2 separate regions of the Mus musculus genome follow, and region 2 is linked to region 1. The links are chromatin contacts, called in public Hi-C maps. All regions are on one chromosome and are shown on one strand. The core of a region is the stretch at or near the end of the contact, and the rest is flanking DNA. Distances in the headings are between cores, read along the strand shown. Region 1 holds the start of Slc2a8 (solute carrier family 2, (facilitated glucose transporter), member 8). Region 2 overlaps Garnl3 (GTPase activating RANGAP domain-like 3).

What was found. Hi-C and Micro-C count contacts between places; a contact is called where the count stands out from the background.
Region 2: a Hi-C map of the MNK3 cell line shows a contact between it and region 1, with 3 times the contacts expected there. The contact joins the enhancer-like site here to the promoter of Slc2a8 in region 1. A contact is called at or near these places in 3 of 484 Hi-C or Micro-C datasets (the MNK3 cell line, nephron progenitors and ventricular fibroblasts), 8 of 115 datasets of contacts at active chromatin or transcription factors (the 230-238 cell line, embryonic stem cells and microglia) and 2 of 9 other capture datasets (liver and pancreatic islet).

The regions. Positions count from the first base shown.
Region 1 is chr2:32,979,395-32,985,912 of GRCm38.p6, forward strand. Slc2a8 (solute carrier family 2, (facilitated glucose transporter), member 8) reads right to left here and starts at 2,689. Exons shown (of 10, transcript NM_019488.5): 1 at 2,564-2,689; 2 at 2,327-2,489; 3 at 1,967-2,173; 4 at 608-707. The coding sequence starts at 2,619.
Region 2 is chr2:33,086,736-33,093,253 of GRCm38.p6, forward strand. All of the region lies in intron 2 of Garnl3 (GTPase activating RANGAP domain-like 3), which reads right to left. Among named protein-coding and RNA genes, the nearest start is that of Garnl3, 41 kb to the right of the region's middle. Within about 2 kb of position 4,041, at least 15 of the 459 cell types and tissues checked have an H3K27ac peak or open chromatin away from gene starts, as enhancers often do. A contact at or near this core is called in the MNK3 cell line and microglia, where this site is marked.

The DNA of each region.
Region 1 (6,518 bases), core at 1,439-3,938:
GACACAGGTAAATCAGTATTCTAGGAAGGAGAAGCTAAGGGATTTCTAAAGAGCGAGCAGTTTAGTTGTAGGCTTATAACTCGACATTTTGTACATAGTTGAGAAAATAAAATCACCTCATTGAGCTCACAGGTCTCAGTTAACACCTCCCATGTCTTTATTGGTATAAATGTTTGTTAAGTTTAAAAGAATAAATATTACAAGGAGGTAATTTCTAAAGCCTCCCCAGGCCACCAGCTCTGCCCCTCATCTTTGGGGAGCAGCCTCCTTTATGTGACATTCTCCTGAGAACTCAGTGCCAGCATGCAGAAACTCCAGCTCCCCAAGTGACTGAGCTAAAGTGTTTCCCTATATCCCACCCTTCCTTGCACTGGAACCCCCTGACTCCCTCCACAGCGCGGTGGGATTCTGGGACAGAGAAACCACCTGCTCTAGTTCTTCCTGGCACCGGGTTACCAGGCCCCTCCCCCCAGCCCTCCAAGCTGTGTGACCGAGAACCTGGCACCCTGACCAGCAGCACCAGGCAAACTCTTGTCCTCTGTGAACCTCAGTTTCCAGAGTGACCGCATAGCCTCTAACAGGGATCAAAGAAAGCACACAAATCTACCTGCCACATAGGCCAGGAGGATGCCAGTGACAACCATCAGCTGCACACAGGAGCCGAGCAGTCCTCGGACAGCTGGGTAGGCGATTTCCGAGATGTAAACCTATTGGTGGTTAAGGTGAGATTTTACTTGGCTCTTTGAAAGGAAAGGTTTAACTGTACGCTATAGGCCAGCAGAGTGCCCCTCCCCATTTCCTGCAGATTTTTTTTTTTTGTTTGTTTGTTTGTTTTTTTTTTTTTTTTTGGTTTTTCGAGACAGGGTTTCTCTGTGTAGCCCTGGCTGTCCTGGAACTCACTCTGTAGACCAGGCTGGCCTGGAACTCAGAAATCCGCCTGCCTCTGCCTCCCAAGTGCTGGGATTAAAGGCGTGCGCCACCACCACCCGGTTTCCCGCAGAGTTTTAAAGAGGATTGTGGGTAATGGGTTGCCATTATGTGTGTGAGCACTGAGAGAGGAGTGCAGAGCTTTCCTACCCTGGTTTGCTTGCTTGCTTGCTTGCTTGATTGATTGATTGAGATAGAGTTTCATGAAGCCTAGGCTAGCTTCCCGAGCTGAGGAAAACCTTGAATTCCTGATCTTCATGTATTTAACCCTCAAGTGTTGGGATTACAGGCATGTGCCACCAGGCCCAGCCCAGCACACATTTAATATGCACAGATGTGAGTTAGAACGAAAGACTTCTCCCTTGCTGTCTGATGTGTCCTTGTTCAGCCCAGTCCTAACAGGGGTGCCATCACTTCTAATCTCAGGAGTCACTAGACATTATCCATACATACTTCTAGATTATCCTATACTTTATGCTCTAGTAAAAACAAACAAACACAAAACAAAAACAACCCACAGGTCCCCAGTCTCCCTTTCCTCTAGCTCCTTCACGCCTCCAACAGATGAAGAGGATAAGCAGGAGGCCATGGAAGTGAAGGAGGGATGGGTGGTCATCCAAGTGTGTAGCCACAGGTTGCTGGTGACCCTCAGTTGCTAGGGTCTAAATCTTTTCAGACACTATCCCGGGCCAGCAGTTTCCTGTGCAAAGGCCGAAACCACCTCGGGACTAGGCCTTACTTTACAGGGGGGCACTGAGGCTGGGAGAGAAGCCTGTGTCCAGGTAAGTGGTCCAGGTGTGTGGGCTGCAAGGTATATGTAGCCTTCACTGCAAGCAGTGAAGGGAGCCTGCAGCCTATCCTAGGGACAAACCAGAGTAGAACTGCCCAGTTAACAAGAAAATAGGGGCATTCCCGTTATCGCTGCCTAGCATACAGTGACACCACCATAGTAGAGTAAAAGATCAGTAAGGAACTGCCTCGCTGCTGACCGGCTGCCCCCTGCCTGGCAAAGGTCATCTAGGAGGCTCAAACCACTCACCGGTGCCACTAGTGAGGCGACTCCGCAGGCAAGGCCGGTGAGGAGGCGGCCTCCGAGCAGCATCCACACATCCCGGGCCGCGGTGATGACAGCAAAGCCAGTCACGAAGGGCACGGTGCAGAGCAAGAGGCTCAGCTTGCGCCCTGCACGGTCCAGGAGCCAGCCGCCCAGTATGCCCCCTGCAGCAGCGCCCAGGGTCACGACGGCCTGGGGACCCGGGACGGGCTGAAGAGGAGGCCACCAGGGGCCATGGCCCACGATCCTTCCACCCCACGCCCCCTAGTCTCAGAGGAAAGAGAATGAGGAGGATCCTGGGGTGCGGCAGAGAGTGGGGGACCCAGGACTCCCCAGAGGGCTCACCCCGAACCAGGAGGCCGCATTGTCTCCGAGGCGCAGGGCCGGGGGTGCGGTGCGCCGCAGGCTGGGGATGGCGGGGGAGCTGTAGCCGAGCGCGAAGCCGAAGCTGAGGGGTCCCAGAGCGGCGGCGAAGGAAGCGAGGAAGACCCGGCGGCCGCGGGGAGTCCTACGGGTACAAGGCGGGGCGTGAGCGGTGTCGCCGGGCGTGAGAGAGTGACCGCGGCCCCTGGGAGTCCTCACCTGGCTTCCGGTGGCCGCAATAGCGGCTGCGTCTCCTGGGGGTCCTCGGGAGACATGTCAGCAGGACCTGACCCGCGAACTGTCGCCGCTCGGGCGAGCGCGGCCTCCGCTGCAGGAGTGACCAATGGGATGCTAGAACCCGGCCCCCAACCAGAGCTGGCCAATGGAAGTACAGAGCCGGTTGCAAAGCTCAATGGAGCTGAACTACGCCAGCGACCCAAGTAAAGGTTTGCAGGGAGCTGTGTCCGGGACCCAGGCACGACTGTCCAATTGGAGTGTGGTGTGAGTCTGAAGGCGTGGCCCATCAGGTCTGAGCTTGCCAATGAGAATGGAAAGATTGTTTGGGTGTTTTGTTTTTGTTTTTCCCTCTAATCATCTATTGGGGGCTGGAGGGAGTGGGGGGGGGGGGGATGGACAGAGGTGACAGTGTGCCTGTGCACGTTCGAAGTAAACTTCCCTGAGTTTGTTTTCCTTCCACCAAGTGGATCCTCCGGATCGAACGGAGGTCGTCAAGCTTGAGGGCAAACACCTTACAAGCAGAGTCATCTCGCTGCCCCTATTTTGGTGGTTTCTTTTGCTTTTATTTAAACTTTATTTGTATGAGTGTTGTTTACATGTTCACGTGTGTGTGTGTGTGTGTGTGTGTGTGTCCCATGCATTCCTGGTGCTTGTAGAATTCAGAAAGCATCATCAGATCCTACGGAACTGGAGTTAGAGATTGTTGTGAGCCATGTGTGTGCATGCTTGAGCCCTCTGCTGGAACAAGTGTTCGTAAGCATTGAGCCATCCTTTATATTTTTACTTTTATTTTATTTTAATTTTTATATGGAATTGTCTCTAAATCTAGCCTCCACTAATGAGGGTAGTAGTGGGTCAGCGATGGATCACACTGGCTCCCGAAAGACTTCCCACCCTTACTACCCACAGTTCCCTGGAATAGGCTCCTCCCCAACTTTGACTTCTGCTTCAGAGAGCGTCAGGGTGAAAAGGCTCCAAGAAAACTCTCTTGGGCCACCTGTTCCTATCCTTGGACTTTCTGACATTGACCTGGTGCTTCTGGTAGCAGCTCACCTTCATCATGAGTGCTACAAATGTCTAGAATTCTGAGATGATGAGGACCCTGTCAGGCAAGGTCCCCCATTCCAGAAGTGGGACAGAGTGGAACTTAGTGATTCCCTTGTTCCCTGGTTACCCCACGATCATGGTAATTATCTCTATTGTCCTCCCGCCCCGAGTCTCCCTGTGATTGTGTGCCTCTACTGCTCTGCTTAATCGCTACCTTTGTGGCAGCTTCATCCGTACAGATGTAGAAAGAACCAGTGAGAGGCACCTAGTCCCTCTCTGTGCCTGGGTGTCTTCATCTCTAGAGGGCTGTGAGCAGGCTAAGCCTTAAAATGCCCATCCCGTCTGTACAGTGGTTTTACGTTACTGCAGCCACCCAATTGTAGCAACCAGCAGTTTGAAGTTTTGATCACAAGACTATTCTTTTTTTTTTTTTTAAAGATTTATTTATTTATTATATGTAAGTACACTGCAGCTGTCTTCAGACACTCCAGAAGAGGGAGTCAGATCTCCTTACGGATGGTTGTGAGCCACCATGTGGTTGCTGGGATTTAAATTCCGGACCTTTGGAAAAGCAGTCGGGTGCTCATACCCACTGAGCCATCTCACCAGCCCACAAGACTATTCTTAAAGGCGGGCGGGCAATACCGGCTTGTCCTTCTACGAAGTTTCCTGCTTGGGTGATAGATCTTATCACTGCTTTGAAATCACCTGCTCTTCTCTCTTTTTTTCCCAATAGGCATCAGGTTTCTGATGTCTGCAGAGTAAAGGTCATGGATGAATTGTATCCAGACTGGGTACTTTGTACCCGAGTGACTGGCTCAGCAGAGTGGCTTATGTAGAAGGGATGCTACAGTAAGCCCAGCTAGCACCAGACTTCTGAGTCATGGGCACCTAGGAACCATTGGCTAGTGGTATCCCTGCCCAATCTGGACCAGATATTGTCTCTAGGAAAGCCCCCCCCCCCCCCGTCCCTTTCTATGAGCAAAGCAATACTAGCTTGGTGAGTCAGATCTCTCTCTTGCTTCCTCTGTATCTCTCATACCTTTGTCTCTTATTTAGTCATAAGCGGCTTCATTACTGTCCTGGAAGAATAAATACAGGCTTGATTTTTTTTCCTGTTTCATCAAGATATAACAACAAAAAACGACAGGAAAAATACAGACACAAGCTCCTTAATTTGTATAACAGAAAAACCAGCAGCCAGCCATGTGGCACAAGCCTGCTTCCCAGTTAGCACTTGGAAGGTCCAGTGGAAGAATCAAAAGTTCAAGGCCAGCCCTGGCTCCAGGAAACTGAACTTCTTCTCCCTAATCCTAAAACAGATAAACAGCAGCCAAGCCCAGCTGATAGGAAATACTTAGCCTGCCTCTGAAAGACACACGGGGCAGAGAGAGGCACATGTTTCTGGGACTAAAAGAACATAAGGGTCAAACCATCTACTCTTTTGGAGTCTGTTTTCTTACCTTAAAAGCAGATGGTCTGGAAGATGTCTCAGTTGATGCAATGCTTGCTTTGCAAGCATGAGAACCTGGGTTTGACCCTCTAGTATTCTTGCAAAAGCAGGTGTGGCGGGGCATGTCTGTAATGCCATCCCTGGGGATCACTGGTCATCCAGCCTAGCATAACTGGTGAGCCCTGCCAGACCATGGTTTTTCTCAAAAACCAAAGTGCATGGTTCTTGAGGACCTCCAGCCTCTGTATGGATCCCCACAAGCCTCCAGCTGGACAAAAGCTAGAACAGACCTAATAAATCTGCTGATGGGGTTGCGACGCAGCGTGAAGTTGCCTCTAAAGCTAAAGAGAGTCCAGGCACCTTCAGTCCCATGTATCACACTCAATTGTTGTGCAGAAGGGGGAAGGGAAAGGAAGGGAGTACTCCCTATGGCCTGCAAGGAGGAAGGAGCTAAAGCTCTAACCCCTGACACACACTGTGACATCAGAACTCCTCGTACCTGCTTCCTGTGGGCTGACAATGTGGCCTTGTGGGCACGAAGGGGAATCAGGGTAGGTAGGGATTTTAAAAATCAGACTTTGTGGAGGACCTGGGTTGGGTTCCCAGTACCAGTTTGGGCAGCTCCCAAATGCCGGTAACTCCATCTCCAGGGGCTCTGTCCTCTTTTGGCCTTTGTGGGCAACTACAGTCATGTGCACATACACACAGGGGCACATTGCATACACATAATTTTAAAAATCTTTTTTTTTATTATAATTGAACTCAGGACTTCTGAAAGAGCAGATAGTATTCTTAACCTCTGAGCCATCTCTCTAGCCCATTAAAAAAAGTCTTTTATAAAAAAAATCTAACACTTATAAAATGAATTTTGATAAGTGTACATGCATGCATGTATGTGCACCATGTGTGTGCCTCCTACTCTTGGAGGTCAGAAAAGGTCATTAAATCCTCTGGAATTGTAGTTACAAATGGTTGTGAGACACCATGTGGGTGCTGGGAATTAAACCAGGATCTTTGTGGTGTGAATGTGCTTGGCCCAGGGAGTGGTACTATTAGGATGTGTGGCCTTGTTGGAGGAAGTGTATCACTGTGGGGGTGGGCTTTGAGACCTTCCTCCTAGCTGCCTGGAATCCAGTCTTCTGTTTGTCTTCAGAGCAAGACAGAACTCTCAGCTCCTCCTGCACCACGCCTGCCTGGATGCTGCCATGCTTCCATTTTGATGATAATGGACTGAACCTCTGAACCTGTAAGCCAGCTCCAACTAAAATGTTGTCCTTCAAAGAGTTGCCTTGGTCATGGTGTCTCTTCACAGCAATGGACACCCTAACTAAGAGTCCTCTAAAGTACTCTTAACCGCTGAGGCATTTCTCCAGCCCTTCACATTCCAATGTATCTATAAGAGGAAGAACAATTGCTGGGTTCACATGAAAGAACACA
Region 2 (6,518 bases), core at 2,791-5,290, 110 kb after region 1:
CCATCCCCACCCAAACAGGCTTAAATCAGATAAGCAAACTCACATGCCATGGTCCAAGAGCAATTAAAACAAGGATGCAAATTGCTACTGCGTTTGCACTGCATGCATAGCTCCCTTCTCCAAAGGCACATATCTAATTGGCTACTCAGTCTACCTAGGACTCTAACACAGTAGCCATGAAGCCCACAGACAGACAGCCCCCCAGTACCAACAGTTTTTGTAAGTTTGGCTTGACCATGTCATGCAAACAGCTCTAATACAACAGAAAATAAGATTCTGCAAGAATCACGTTTCACCAATTCCAACTGGTCGGACTGTCGCATGCAGAGACAGGTGCACTCGGTACCTTTTCATCCTTCCTTACAAGGTAGCTACATTTTCTAAATTACAGCCCTCCTGGCACATTCAGCAAGAGACCGACTCTGATGTTCAGCATCCACAGAGCTGACTCTCTGCCAGGACACTGTTTGATAGGCTCCAAGAAAGACAGCATGAGAGAAATGAGATTAGAGTCTAATGGTATTCTGCCTCCACCATTTCACAGAAATGGCTGAATTAATCTTATATGAGAAATTTAACCTTTTCTCGCCCTCACTCTTTTAGCTTAAAGTGTGTGGCATAGCAATGAAAACAGTCTGGAAGGGGGTGCCTAGGCTACCTTCCTGCTTGGATGGACATGATTTATACCCCTCACTCAAAATACACAAACAAAAAATCTTTAAGAGAGACTAACACAACTGTACTCTGTGGTCTATTCTAGTCTGGCCTCTCTGGTCAGAAAACACCCTTGGAGGCACTGTTGTTGTCCTGCATTTTGGTTCCGAGGTCCTTTCCTGTAAGGCTGGGTCACCAGGGGACAGCAGATGTTCTTGAGATGTGGGTCTCTGCACAGCAAAGTCCAGGCAGAACAAATGCTCTGCCCAGACTGCAGCCCCAGCTGTGGTTTCAGTTAGGACCATGATGGAATCAACCTCAGCAGCAGGTGAGACTCAACAACTCCTAACACGAAGAAAGCAGAGATAGGGGTCCTGAGCCTCTCCCTGGGCCATCTTCAGGATCACTCAAGGGGTTCTAGACATGGGGCCAGCTCCTTATCTTTGTAAACAGCAAACATGGCAAAGATGACAGCTCTCAGTCCCATTCTATGTCACCCTAGACTATCTACCTTCCCTAGATGTCTCTTAGAGGGGCAACAGCGTCCCATGAAAACAACCAAGGAAGCCACAGCTATAGAACGCCTGCTCTCTGCTACCCTTCCCTCCCTCTAATCACGTTCCACCTGCATGAGCTTGCTCATGGTAAGAACCAGGCCTAGGCACAGATCATGCACTGTAAGAGGCATCAAAGTATCTATGTCAAAAATCCCTCCCTCCCCCGGTGTCCATACAAGGGTTCCCAGTAGCAGTGGTCATCCAAAGCTCTACAAAGAACCTGCATTGTTCCACCTACTGCCTGGCCCAAGGTGGATATGCAATAAGCATGCATTCATGATGTATATACACATCAGACAGATCTTCCTACCTAGTGCCTGACAGCATTCCCTATATGTACTAGGACAGGTTGCCTGGTGCCTTTCTTGCTGATTGGTCTTTTCAGTCTCTCCATTTAAGAAGGCCTGGCCTACAAGGTAGACATTGCTGTGTGTACTAGATTCACAAACCTACTTCCTTTTCTGGACTCACTGTTGGACTACATTTGCTTTTTCTTGTGATGAGACCATGTGATCTAGCTCTGGTCAAGACAGGAAAGGACAGAAGTGGCATACACTGCTTGAAGACCCATGCCCTGGAAGAAGCAGTGTGCAGTAGCCTCCCTGGAATAGTGGGACAGGAGACTCTTAAGGCCTGCAGTAGGGAAGAACTTCAAGATAAAGAATCTAGGATTCCATGTGCCTGTATGGATGGCATCAGAAGTGGAATGAAAGGCACATTTACCAAAGTGTCTTATGTTGGGTGCTATAACCACAATCATGCACTATGTGGCCCAGATTAAGGGGACAGACAGAAATAAGAATCTAATCTTGGGGGCTAGAAAGGCAGTGATCTGCCTTACACACAGCAAAATATTTGGCAAAAGTGAGATCTACAGTAATCTAGAAGGTAGACCAGGAGGCACCACCCATAGGAAGCCTGGGCTGTATAAGCCAGCTAGCTGAGGGTCAGCCATGAGCAAGTTAGCAAGCTAGCAAGCGGCACTCCTCTATTTCTGCTTCAAGTTCCTGATCTGTTTGAGTTCCTGTATTGACTTCCCTCAACCATAGACCATCACCTGGAATTGTAAGCTGAAATAAGCCCTTTCCTCCCTTAATTTGCTTGTGGTTTTAGTGGTTTTTTTTCCCCCCTTAGCTACAGAAAGGCAAGCTAGAACAATGGATTTAAGTAAAGATAGAAGTACAGTGCTCTACCACTGAGCTATATCCCTAGCATGCAATATAACTCTATTTTGGAATAGAAAGCAGCACTTTTCTAAGTTACGGAGGCTGGTTTTGAACTTGGATCCTCCTCCCTCAGCTTCCAAAATATCTGGATAACAGGCCTATACCATTAGGCTCACCATAATAAGTAACGTTTCATGCTGAATGCCTTGGAGAGGAGAGGCTTTCTTACATAGCTGCTTTGAATGCCCCACTACAACCTAAGCAATAGGATTCATACCCAGTTCCTACCATGAGTAAGCTCTGTAGTCAGCAAGAGGTGTAATGTAACTTCTGTAGAGGGGACGCAGAAGAAGCCCAGACCAGGATGACTCTACATCAGGACAGCAATCCACTGTCTGCTTTGAAAGCAGTTTTCTTGGAACACAGCCACACCTACAGATTATGGACTGTCCATCTGCTTTGGCATTTCAACAGTGGACTTGAGTAGTTCCAACAGAAACCCTGATGGCTTATAAAGCTCAAGTTCTTTACTAAATGGCTCTCAAAAGAAAACAAACAAAAACCACACTGCCATCCCCTGTAGTGGTCTCATGAATCCCTACAGTTGGTTTCAGGGCCTTAATTCCCATAAAACACTCACTCTGATTCCCCTGGAGAGCTCTGTAACAATGCAGATTTCCTGGTCCTAGTCCCAGAGACCAGGTCTCTGAACACAGAGAATCGTGTTCAGCCCATCTGCCAGCCAAGCAAGCAGCCTGGAGGTTCCACTGCAGGTGGTCACAGGTGATACTTTGAAAAATTAATCTCTCGGTGCTTCTGGAATCCCTGGAAAACCTGGCAACCATGCTATAGTATATCCACAAGGAAGCACCAAGCCACCCGGGGAAGTGGTGACGCACACCTTTAATCCCAGCACTTGGGAGGCAGAGGCAGGCAGATTTCTGAGTTTGAGGCCAGCCTGGTCTACAGAGTGAGTTCCAGGACAGCCAGGGCTACACAGAGAAACCCTGTCTCAAAAAAAAAAAAAAAAAAAAAAAAAAGAAGTACCAGGCCTAGGCTCCTGTCGATGGGAGGAAGTGGGTGTTTTCCCTCCAAGCACTGCTGCAGCCACAGCCCTGGGCTCCTAGCCTCTCTGGACATCAGTTCCCTCATCTTTGAATTGTGGGTAAAGATATTCCATTTAAGAGAATTACAAAGAATCCATAAGGAAAAGCAGCCAATATGCTAAGTTACACTATGAAAGCTCATCTGAGTGTTTGCTATTATTATTGCCTCAATTATTAATCTCAGTTTCTCTCAGGTTTTTAGAGAGAGCCAAGAAGAGGAATTTGCCATAAATAATTAACCTTTAAAAAGACTTTTAAATAAACTCCTTCTTCCCTCATGTATCAGCAAGAGAGAGCCTGGTCCAAGCAGTGGGCTTCCTGGGACCAGACTGAGGGCACGTACCAATGCTGGCACCCATCTTCTCCTTAAGAGTGTTGGCCTAGCAGGGTACTTCAGTTAGAAACTACTCCAGACCTACTGCTGCCATGACAGGAGAAAAGACAAGTGAGGCTGGTGCAGTGGGCCACCAGAGCGAGGCAGGTGCAGACAGGAAGCAGGAAACTTCCAACTCCCTATGTACCGTGCTGTCCAGGCTCTAAATAGAAAGCCTTCTGTTTCTGAAAAGTGGTGTGGAAGGATGCTGGCTCTCACTTTGGAAGCTCGAACAGTGTGGAGGACCTCCATGCTAAGTCTCTACATATGGCCTGGGATGGAATCAAAGCCTTCCGCTCTACACACAGGCTAGAGCAGCTGCTATTATGTAAGTCTGATTCCTGGAAAGCAGGAGCAGGTCCTCTGCCGAGTCAAGAGCTGCTAAGACTGAGTAAGAAGACAAGGGGAGACAGGTGGTTCCCACCCCGCTGGCCCTGAGATCGGTGCCACCCCTCTCAACTGGCCAGACCCATGCGGCCAGGCTCCCATTGGGTCTCAGACCCAGTTAATGTTTAAAACCAACAGCATCAATAAATGCTCTCTCTGGTCAGTGAAGAGACTTTGTGAGAAACACCATGCAGTTTTCTTAAGTTCTCCAGTAGGAGAGTTCAATGTGAGTGCCAACACAGGCCTTAGCCCCCTGACAAGCACACAGCAGGACACAGATGGAAAGGATCCCCCACTGAAGGCCAAATCAACTTTTTAATGGTGCCAGACTACAGACTGAGGCTTGGAAGGAATCCAGGGTTTCCTAACAACAGGTACCAAAATAGCATGGTATACAAGAGACCAGTTGTCTTGCTTTCTAAAATATATCAAGAGACAGAAAAGCAGAGATGTGATTGTACATTAATTCTAATGATGACATATAAGACTTCTAGTGAAGGCATGGAGGAAATCAGGAAGTAGGAACCAAGGAGGGAGGTTTCTGGAGTGAATGCATCCCCCAAATCAGGGCCCTTTGATTATTTAATTTTTATCTTTAACGTGCTTGGGTGTTTTTACACATACATGTATGTGTATCACATGTGTGCATTCCCTAAGAGGTTAGAAGACGGCATGGGGTCCTCTGGACTCAAGTTATAGATAATCGTGAGTTGCCAGGTGGGTGCTGGGAATTGAACTCTGGTCCTCTAGAAGAGCAGACTATGCTCTTAACTGCTGAGCCATCTCCCCAGTCTGCTAGTCCTCTTTTTTTTTTTCTTTAAACACTTTGAAATACATTCTTCACATAATATTTATGTATCCACTAAGTTTTGAGGAAGGCCATATACCCAGAGCCTACATGGTTCCTTAGCATAAAGAGTCCTGTGATAAATCACTGCACAGTTCTCTTCACTAACAATCTCTACCAGTCTAAAACTGCTTCTCTGGAATGAAAAGCGATGACCACCACAAATAATGCAGAAGGTGTGAAGAAGCTTCCACACTTGCTCATTGCAGAGAGGCCATTTCTGATTAAACTACACAGTTACCATACGATCCTGCAATTACACCATGGGGCATTTATTCCAGAAGAACGAAAATATTACACCCACAAAAACCTGTCTGAAACACATTCAGTTTATGCTTATTAATAATAGCCTCAAACTAGAAACAATCCAGATGTTTTCCTAGGGGCAAAGAATAAAACAAACGGCAACATATCCAACCTTGGAATACTACTTACCAAGTAACTGACTAAAACCACTATGCACAACAATGTGGATGACTCTTTAGGGGAGCTGTGGTGAGTGGATTTAGCCACTCCCAAAGGTTTCACTCAATACAATTCTACTTATATAACATTTTTCTTTGTTTGTTACAGTGCCTCATATATCTTGAACTCACTATGTAGCTAAGGAAAACACTGAACTCTTGATTCTCCTGTCTCCACTACAGAGTTCTGGTTTTATAGGTATATAACCCCACTCCTGGTTTACTTAGCATCCTTGAAATGGCAGGGTTCTGGTTATGACAGCCCCACCCTAGGGATGGAACTATCCTGCTTCTTCTCTGTGGTGCTGGACACAGTCATTTGCCCATGAGATCAAACTGCATGTGGAACTGGGGCGACTTAAGACCAGTGGATCCCATCTCTGTTTCCTGCCTGAGATGCTATATGATGCTGTATTCCGTAGTCATGCAAGATGTCTCCAACAGCATTCTCTGTGTTAGTTCTCACAACTGAGTACAAATTTGATTATACGACAAAACAGTTTAAACTATTGGGTACAGTGGGACCTGCCCATAGCTCTAGCTTCCTGGTAGGCTGGGCAAGCAGAATGCTGGAATTCAATAATTCAAGACCAGGAGTCTGTCTCTCTGTGTATGTCTCTCTTTGTGTCTCTGTGTGTGTGTCTCTGTGTGTCTCTCTGTCTCTGTCTCTCTCATACACACACAAATAAAAATGAAGGAAAACTGTATCTAAGTCAGTGGTGGTGCACACTATTAACCCCAGCACTTGGGAGACAGAGGAGCTCTGTGAGTCTGAGGGCAGCCTGGTCTACATAGCAAGGTCTAGGCCAGACAAGGTTACACAGTAAGACCCTGTCTCAAAAAAAGATCATCATCACCAACAAAACAACAAAAGAAACAAACCAAAGCCCTGCATCTGATACTGGAGGGCACATGCTGAGTGGGTAAAGTGCTTGCTGCACAACAGAACTTACGTTCACCCACA